Linked DNA regions of Sus scrofa: region 2 is linked to region 1. A link is a contact called in public HiChIP or PLAC-seq data. All regions are on one chromosome and are shown on one strand. The core of a region is the stretch at or near the end of the contact, and the rest is flanking DNA. Distances in the headings are between cores, read along the strand shown. Region 1 holds the start of SPRED2 (sprouty-related, EVH1 domain-containing protein 2). Region 2 has its middle 57 kb from the start of ACTR2.

The links. HiChIP or PLAC-seq counts read pairs in DNA pulled down with a chosen protein or histone mark.
Region 2: a contact with region 1 is called in an H3K27ac HiChIP or PLAC-seq map of skeletal muscle. The contact joins the enhancer-like site here to the promoter of SPRED2 in region 1. A contact is called at or near these places in 5 of 47 Hi-C or Micro-C datasets (fibroblasts, heart right ventricle, liver and 2 more) and 2 of 2 datasets of contacts at active chromatin or transcription factors (alveolar macrophages and skeletal muscle).

What each region holds. Positions count from the first base shown.
Region 1 is chr3:76,526,199-76,529,614 of Sscrofa11.1, reverse strand. SPRED2 (sprouty-related, EVH1 domain-containing protein 2) reads right to left here and starts at 1,969. Exons shown (of 7, transcript XM_021087442.1): 1 at 1,290-1,969. The coding sequence starts at 1,315.
Region 2 is chr3:76,670,652-76,673,914 of Sscrofa11.1, reverse strand. No RefSeq gene overlaps it. Among named protein-coding and RNA genes, the nearest start is that of ACTR2, 57 kb to the left of the region's middle. Within about 2 kb of position 1,269, at least 3 of the 83 cell types and tissues checked have an H3K27ac peak or open chromatin away from gene starts, as enhancers often do. A contact at or near this core is called in skeletal muscle, where this site is marked.

The sequences.
Region 1 (3,416 bases), core at 720-3,219:
GGTTCCCTGCGCCCAAGCCAAAGAAACCCAGCCGGCGCCGCCACTACCTTGGCTAATGGCAGCTCTGAATGAAAGGAGCCGAGGCAAGCTCCGGATTTATGAATGTGCAGGGGAGGAGGGGAGGGATATCATGTGACAATAAAGGAGAGCGTCTTATTCACAAAAAAAAAAAAAAAAAAAAAAAAAAAAAGTGGCTGGTGGCGGGCACTGCCACTGAGCAGCGGCGGCCGTGGCGGTGTGGTGACCGCTCGGACCCGGATCGGATGACCTCAGGCAAGGGCCCGGCGTCCCTCCCTCCGTTGTACCCGCGATCGGAAACGCCTCGGGCGCGGATGGAAGAAAGCCAAACCCGACTCCGTGACTGGAGGGCGGGAGGGAGGTGCACCTTGGCAGGGCGCTGGAGAAAGACACCGGTCCCGCGGTGGGCGGTGAATCCGCCCGGGAGCCCCCACTACGAAGCGCCCAGAGCATTGTTCCCCTCGGGCCCGCGGGCCGGGCACGCACGCTTGTGCACGCGCACACACACATATATACACACACATACACACGCCCGCCCGCTGCCCCGCACGCTCCCGCCGCACACCCTCGGATCCTCCCCCAGGAGCAGCAGAGACCCCGCGGGGGGCGCCAGTCCCGGGCCCGGCAGCGCGTGCAAATTCACTCACAAGCGCTGCGAGACCCCTGGGCAGCTCCTGCACGCCGGCCCTCGCGGGGACACAGGCGCACGCAGACCCCCGCGCAGCCCGCGCCCAGTCCTCTCTCCGCTCCGCCGTGTTTTTTTATGAATGAAAATGTGGTATGCAAATGAGAGCGATTCAAGAAAACGAAATGGCGGAGCCTGGGCCCCAGAGGGCTCCCAAAAGGAGCGTCGGGCGAGCAGCGGGGCGGGAGAGTCACAAAGTCACTGTGTTAAAACCCACCGACGCCGGGGAGCCGGAGCGGGGGTGTCAGGTCTTCCGCTCCCGCCGCCGAGGATCTCGGGGGGAGGGGTGTTTGTGAGTCCCCGGAGAGGGAGCGGGGACAGCCCCGAGGTCACCCGCGCGCCCTTGGCCCCCGCAGCGGCCACCAGCCCGCCGACTCAAGGCGCGCCCCCAACGGCCCGCAGCAGCTTTTGCCCCCTCCTCACTTCAACAACAAGGGGTCAAATCTCGCATCCTAAACCCACAGACCAGCTATTCGCTGCACCCCACGCCAAGTTCACCCAACCAGCGTCCCCGCCCGCGTCCTCAGCCCCGGACTCCACGCTGCCCCCGCGGGACACCCTCGTTCCACCCCGCGGCCAAACTTACTCGTCCGGGTGTGTTTCTTCGGTCATTTTCCTGTTCACCTAGACGCCTGTCCCGCGGCGAGCAGCTTTGCTCCCTTCATCTTCCTGTCCGCTCACCCCCCTTCTTCACATCTCCGGAGATCGCCTGATTTGGTGGGGGCGGGGGGGGTGCTAAAGATGAAGGGGGCGCCGCAGAAGGCAGAAGGGGAAGCTGGGTGACCGGAGCGCGGGGTGAGGTCTGGAGGAAGGGGTGCACAGGCAAGCTTGGGTCGGGGGGAGCGAGCGCCGCAGCGCCGAGGGTCGAGGCGGGCGGGGGCTCGGGGTTCGGAAGCGGGCAGAGGGGAATGATTTGGGCAGGGGACGGCGGTGGGGGAGAGGAGGAGAAAAACAAGCTCTCCGTGGAGCGGCGGGGACTGCGGAGAGCGGGAGAGGGCCAGCAGCCGGTGGGGGCTCAGCCTTGGGTCGCCCCCGGGGGGCTGGGCCAATCACGGTTCCGGGGAGCGGTCGGAGGCCGGGGGAGGTGCGCCTGGGAGGCGGTGCAGGGCGCCCCGTCCGAGCCCCATCTCTCGACTCCACCGATTTACTCCATATTGGATTCTCACCGCCGCCAACAGGAGGAGGAAGTAGGGCGGAAGCGATGACGTCTTCCCAGCCGCCAGAGGTGGTGGAGTGCAAAAAGCTTCCTACTTGCGACCGAAAAAAAAAAAAAAAAAAAAAAAAAAAAAAAAGGAGAAAAAAAAAAACTTTGTCTCGCCTATTGAGCATGCTCGGCTTCCTTTCCCCCTCCCTCCTGGCTTCCACTCCCGGAGGAGCCCGGGAGCGGAGTTGTTTGCGCCGCGTCTGACTCCGGATCCTCCTTAGTTAGGCTCCGGGTTTTAAAATGCCCGAGAGGAGGGAGGAGGCGGCAGCCGGGGACTCGCACACATCTGGCTCCCGTTTGGCTCCCTCCCTCCTTCCAAACGCCTGGATTAAAATTCAGAGGGTGAGGAGAGGAGGGGGGTAGACGTAGAGCTCTGGAGGGGACTGGTGGGGTGCTCCGGCTCAGAAGACCAATTACCCGCCACCGTGGGGCCGGAGGGTGGAGGCGGTACAGGTGCCTCTGCCAAGATTCTGTATGGCAGAGGCTTTTCAGTTACACATGAAATCTTGTGATTTTTTTTTCTTGGTAGGGGAACGGGCATTCTAAAGGAAACATTATTTTGTGCATTTTATAAAAAAAGGTAAATCCAACAAGCCCAGAAACTTGCATTCCAGTAGAAATGATGGATTTTCCCAGGTTAAAACGTAAACCCAGGAGTTCCCTTGTGGCTCAGCGGGTTAAGGATCCTGCATTGCTACTGTAGCTGCTCAGGTCACTGCTGTGATGCGGGATGGATCCCTGGTCCACGAATTTCCATATGCCCCGAGCACGATAAAAAAAAAAAAGGTAAACCCAGGAGTTCCCATCGTGGCCCAGCGGAAACGAATCCGACTAGGAACCATGAGGTTGTGGTTCGATCCCTGGCCTTGCTCTAGTGGGTTAAGGATCAGGCGTTGCCGTGAGCTGTGGTGTAGGTCGCAGACGCGGCTCTGATCCCGCGTTGCTGTGGCTCTGGCTTAGGCCGCGGCAGCAGCTCTGATTAGATCCCTAGCTTGGGAACCTCCATATGCCGCTGGTGCGGCCCTAAAAAAAGACAAAAAAGGAAAAAAAAAAAAAGTAAATCCAAATATGGTTTTTTAGTTGTTCAGTAAATCTCTCTCAAGCTGGTGGAGGATGGTCCTTGACCCAGGCCCTTGAAGGCCGCCGATCCTGGGCCAGAGGTTACCATCCACATGGGCTTTGGCACAGTGAGATGGGAAGATGGAGACCTCCTCGAGTCTCCCCTCCATGCACTCCCCTTTGTCTTTAAATTATTTTCCTGCCTTGGCCTGGGACCATGAGCCTGGGTGGGTTCCCGCTTTCTAAAACAGCACTGTCTAGGCAATGGGCAGACCACCTTTACAATTGCACACAGAATCTTTGCTTGGCTTGATGCTCTGCTGTTGCAGTCTTAAAATTCTTTATAGTGTTTGAACAGGGAGCTCCACATTGTTTTCCTTGCCATGGGTCCCACAAATTCCATAGCCATTGGATATTTACTTCTGGGGTCTTACTAGGGAGCAAGAGATA
Region 2 (3,263 bases), core at 20-2,519, 140 kb before region 1:
AGATAGAGCTTCTGATGGTCTCACTTCTCTTAAGTCTAAACCCCTTCACTGTCAGTAGGGGCAGGCTGTTGGCTGCTTCGTTGTGTCTCCCATTACAGTCGCGCTTGAGCATTTAAATATTGAAATACGTGTTGCCTTATTATACCTTATCATCTTTTATGTTAGAGGAGTGGTTCTGAATGGAGGATGATTTTGACCCCCAGGGGACACTTGGCAATTGCATATTGGCAATATCTGGAGACTTTTTGGTTGTCACAATTAGGGGTGAGGTACTACTGGCATTTAGTGGGTAGAGGCCTGGGATACTGCTAAGCCTCCTACAAGGGGCCCAGGATGGCACTTGAAGAGATCCATGGCTGGGAGTTCCCTGATGGTGTAGTGGTTAGGATTTGGCATGTGCACTTCAGGGGCACAGGTTCAATTCCTGGTCTGAGAACTGAGATCCCACATCAAGCTGCTGGATGCAATGGCCATTAAAAAAAAGTAAAGTTCCACGGCTCCATGTCAGTAGTTCTCATGTTAAAAACTCTTGTGTTCAGCATTCCTATTGTGGTGCAGTGGGTAAGGATCTGGCACAGGTTGCAGCTGTGGCTCGGATCAGAGCCCTGTACCTGGAACTTGCCTATGCTGTGGGTAAAGCCAAATACAACTAAAAACTCCGTGTTAGAGTGTTACATAGATATTTTTAAAATGTATACAGATGGCTTACATAATCCATGAATTTCATTTGGGATATTAAAGGGAGTTTACAAAATATTTGTTACACAAACAAGCTACAAACCACTGGCATAAATCAAAATAAGAACTAGGAGTCTAGGTAGACTTTGGATTCCCCGCTTTCACCATGGCCCTTGAACTAGTGAGGTAAATAGAAAATGACTTTGAAAAAGTGTTCTATCCTCAATCTTGTGTGGAAGCCAAAGGTCAAAAGCGAAACTCCAGTGTGTCTAAATGGCTGCACGCCATCCCCAGCTGTGTTCCTCCAGCGGCCATCACCAAGCATCCTCATGTCAAGAAACATTCGCTCGGCCCCCAGTGGAGCTAGCCTTCTCCCCCCGCATTTTGAAGAACAAAAAACGGGAACGCACAGGAGGCTCCAAATCACCCACAAAATTTGGTAGAAACACTTCCCCTTCAAGTCAGCCCCCAGCTCTGGGACATGGTCCCCGTCTGGGAGGAACGCAGCTGCAAGGAGGCCACAAGGGCTTCTGCCCGGTGCCTCAAATATCCTGAGAAGAATGTGTCACAATTACTTAAAGGCGTGGCGCTTAGTGTGGCTAAGACGGGGGAGAAGCAAGTTTGTATATAGTACCATCAGCACATTCCTTCCCGAGATGCACTGGGAAGCCTTCCCTGCAAATGGCATTAAACAAATGGAATGGAAAATTCCAGAGTCTGCAAAGCAAAATCGGGGTGAGACTTAGGAGGGATGCTGAATTCTCTCCCAGCGCAGTAACTCCGCAGCATCTGGCCCCCGTGCAGCCATTTTTCATGCTGGGTGGCCTTGAACACAGCCTTACTCTTCTGTGCCCTGACGGGTGCTGCTTCTGCTTCACAAATCCACTCAAGGTTGCAGCAAACAGGGGAAAGAACGGCCCCATCCATGTCAGAACCAGAGCTGGCTTTAAATGCTGTTACATCCCCAGCCGCCTGGATGGCTGGGGAAGGGTCCTAGGCACTAAGCCAGCCCTGAACTCTGAGCCCCCTGGAGGCCACTTACTGATTTAGGCCTGGCTTTGGACTTTCAAACCATTTTAAGAGGGGCCACTGGATCCTTATAAGCTCTTGCTCTGTGTTGGGTTATACATGCATAATCTCATTTGTTTCCTCACGAGAATCCAAAATATAGGAGCTAGTATCCCTTTCGTGGGCGGGGAAGATGAGGCCCCAGCTGTGACGTGAGTTGTCCCGGCTCATGGTGATGGGGATGGAAGGGCCGAGGCACGGCTGAGGCCAGGCATGGCGCTTACCTGATGCCTTTGGAACTGGTCAGGGCCTCATCCCTTCCTTCTGGGGCAATCACTGCCAAAAGCCAACTCTCACACCTCCTGGGAAGAGAGTTTGTGAAGCCGACCAGCCCTTCTCCAGGACTCCCAACTCAGAGGGCCTCAGCCCAGCACCCCCACCTTGGCTCCCGGCAACCACATCTGCTTGGTGGAGAAATGGGTGGGGCCCAAAGAAGAGATTTATTGCGTCTCCAGTGCTTTGGGCTCCATCCCAGCCACACAGAATTGGAGCGATGACAAGGATAAATGTGTTTGGCTCTGAGCTCAGTCACTGAGGATTTATTTAGCACCTGCAGCAATAAAAAATAACGATGCTGCAGCGTGCAAGGCACCGCACAGGCACGCGGGAGGACGCAGAGGAGGGTTGACACAGAGGGTGCTCACTTGCTCTCCAGCGGCTTGTAATCTAGCTACGGAACAGAGCTGATTCCCAGCGAATCTCCAGCAGGGGCGAAGGTGGGGCATCTCCGAGAGGAGGAACCCCAGAGTTTGTGTGCACTGAGGTCACACATGAGGAACGGAGTGACAACGGCAGATTCTGTTGACATATGAGCTTTCTTTTTATTTTTCTTTTCTTTTCTTTTTCTTTTTTTGGCCTTTTAAACACATAGAAAGATAAAATTGAAAAATAAAGCTAAGAAAAAAGGAAGGAAAAAACTACCCCAAATGCATTGCCCAGAGATAAGTATTATCACCCTGGTGGACACCCCCTAGCCTCTTTCTCTATGTGGATGGACATGAACATGCCAGCCATGTGTGTCCTTCTTTTATCAAGCTGGATCATGCACATACTGTTCAGGAACCTGCTGGTCTCCATTACAGTGCTCAGCAGGTATTTATTTATTTATTCACTTATTGAATTTCTGTCTTTTCTAGGGCCACACCTGCAGCATGTGGAGGTTCCCAGGCTAGGGGTCTAATTGGAGCTGTAGTCGCCTGCTTATGCCACAGCCACAGCAATGCGGGATCTGAGCCATGTCTGCAACCTACACCACAGCTCACGGCAACGCCAGATCCTCAACCCACTGAGCGAGGCCAGGGATCGAACCTGCAACTTCATGGCTCCCAGTTGGATGTATTAACCCTTGAGCCATGACGGGAACTCCTCAGCAGCTATTTAAGTGGCTGCTGAAGGGCAGGAAGAGGAGCACTTCTGGAAGTTGTCCCAGCAGAGGCTGAGGAGGTAGGTGGGAGGCAGCTGGGTAAAGGTGACACCTGGAGGGGAAAAGAAGAGCCTGGTGAGCCGTGTGGAAGGCT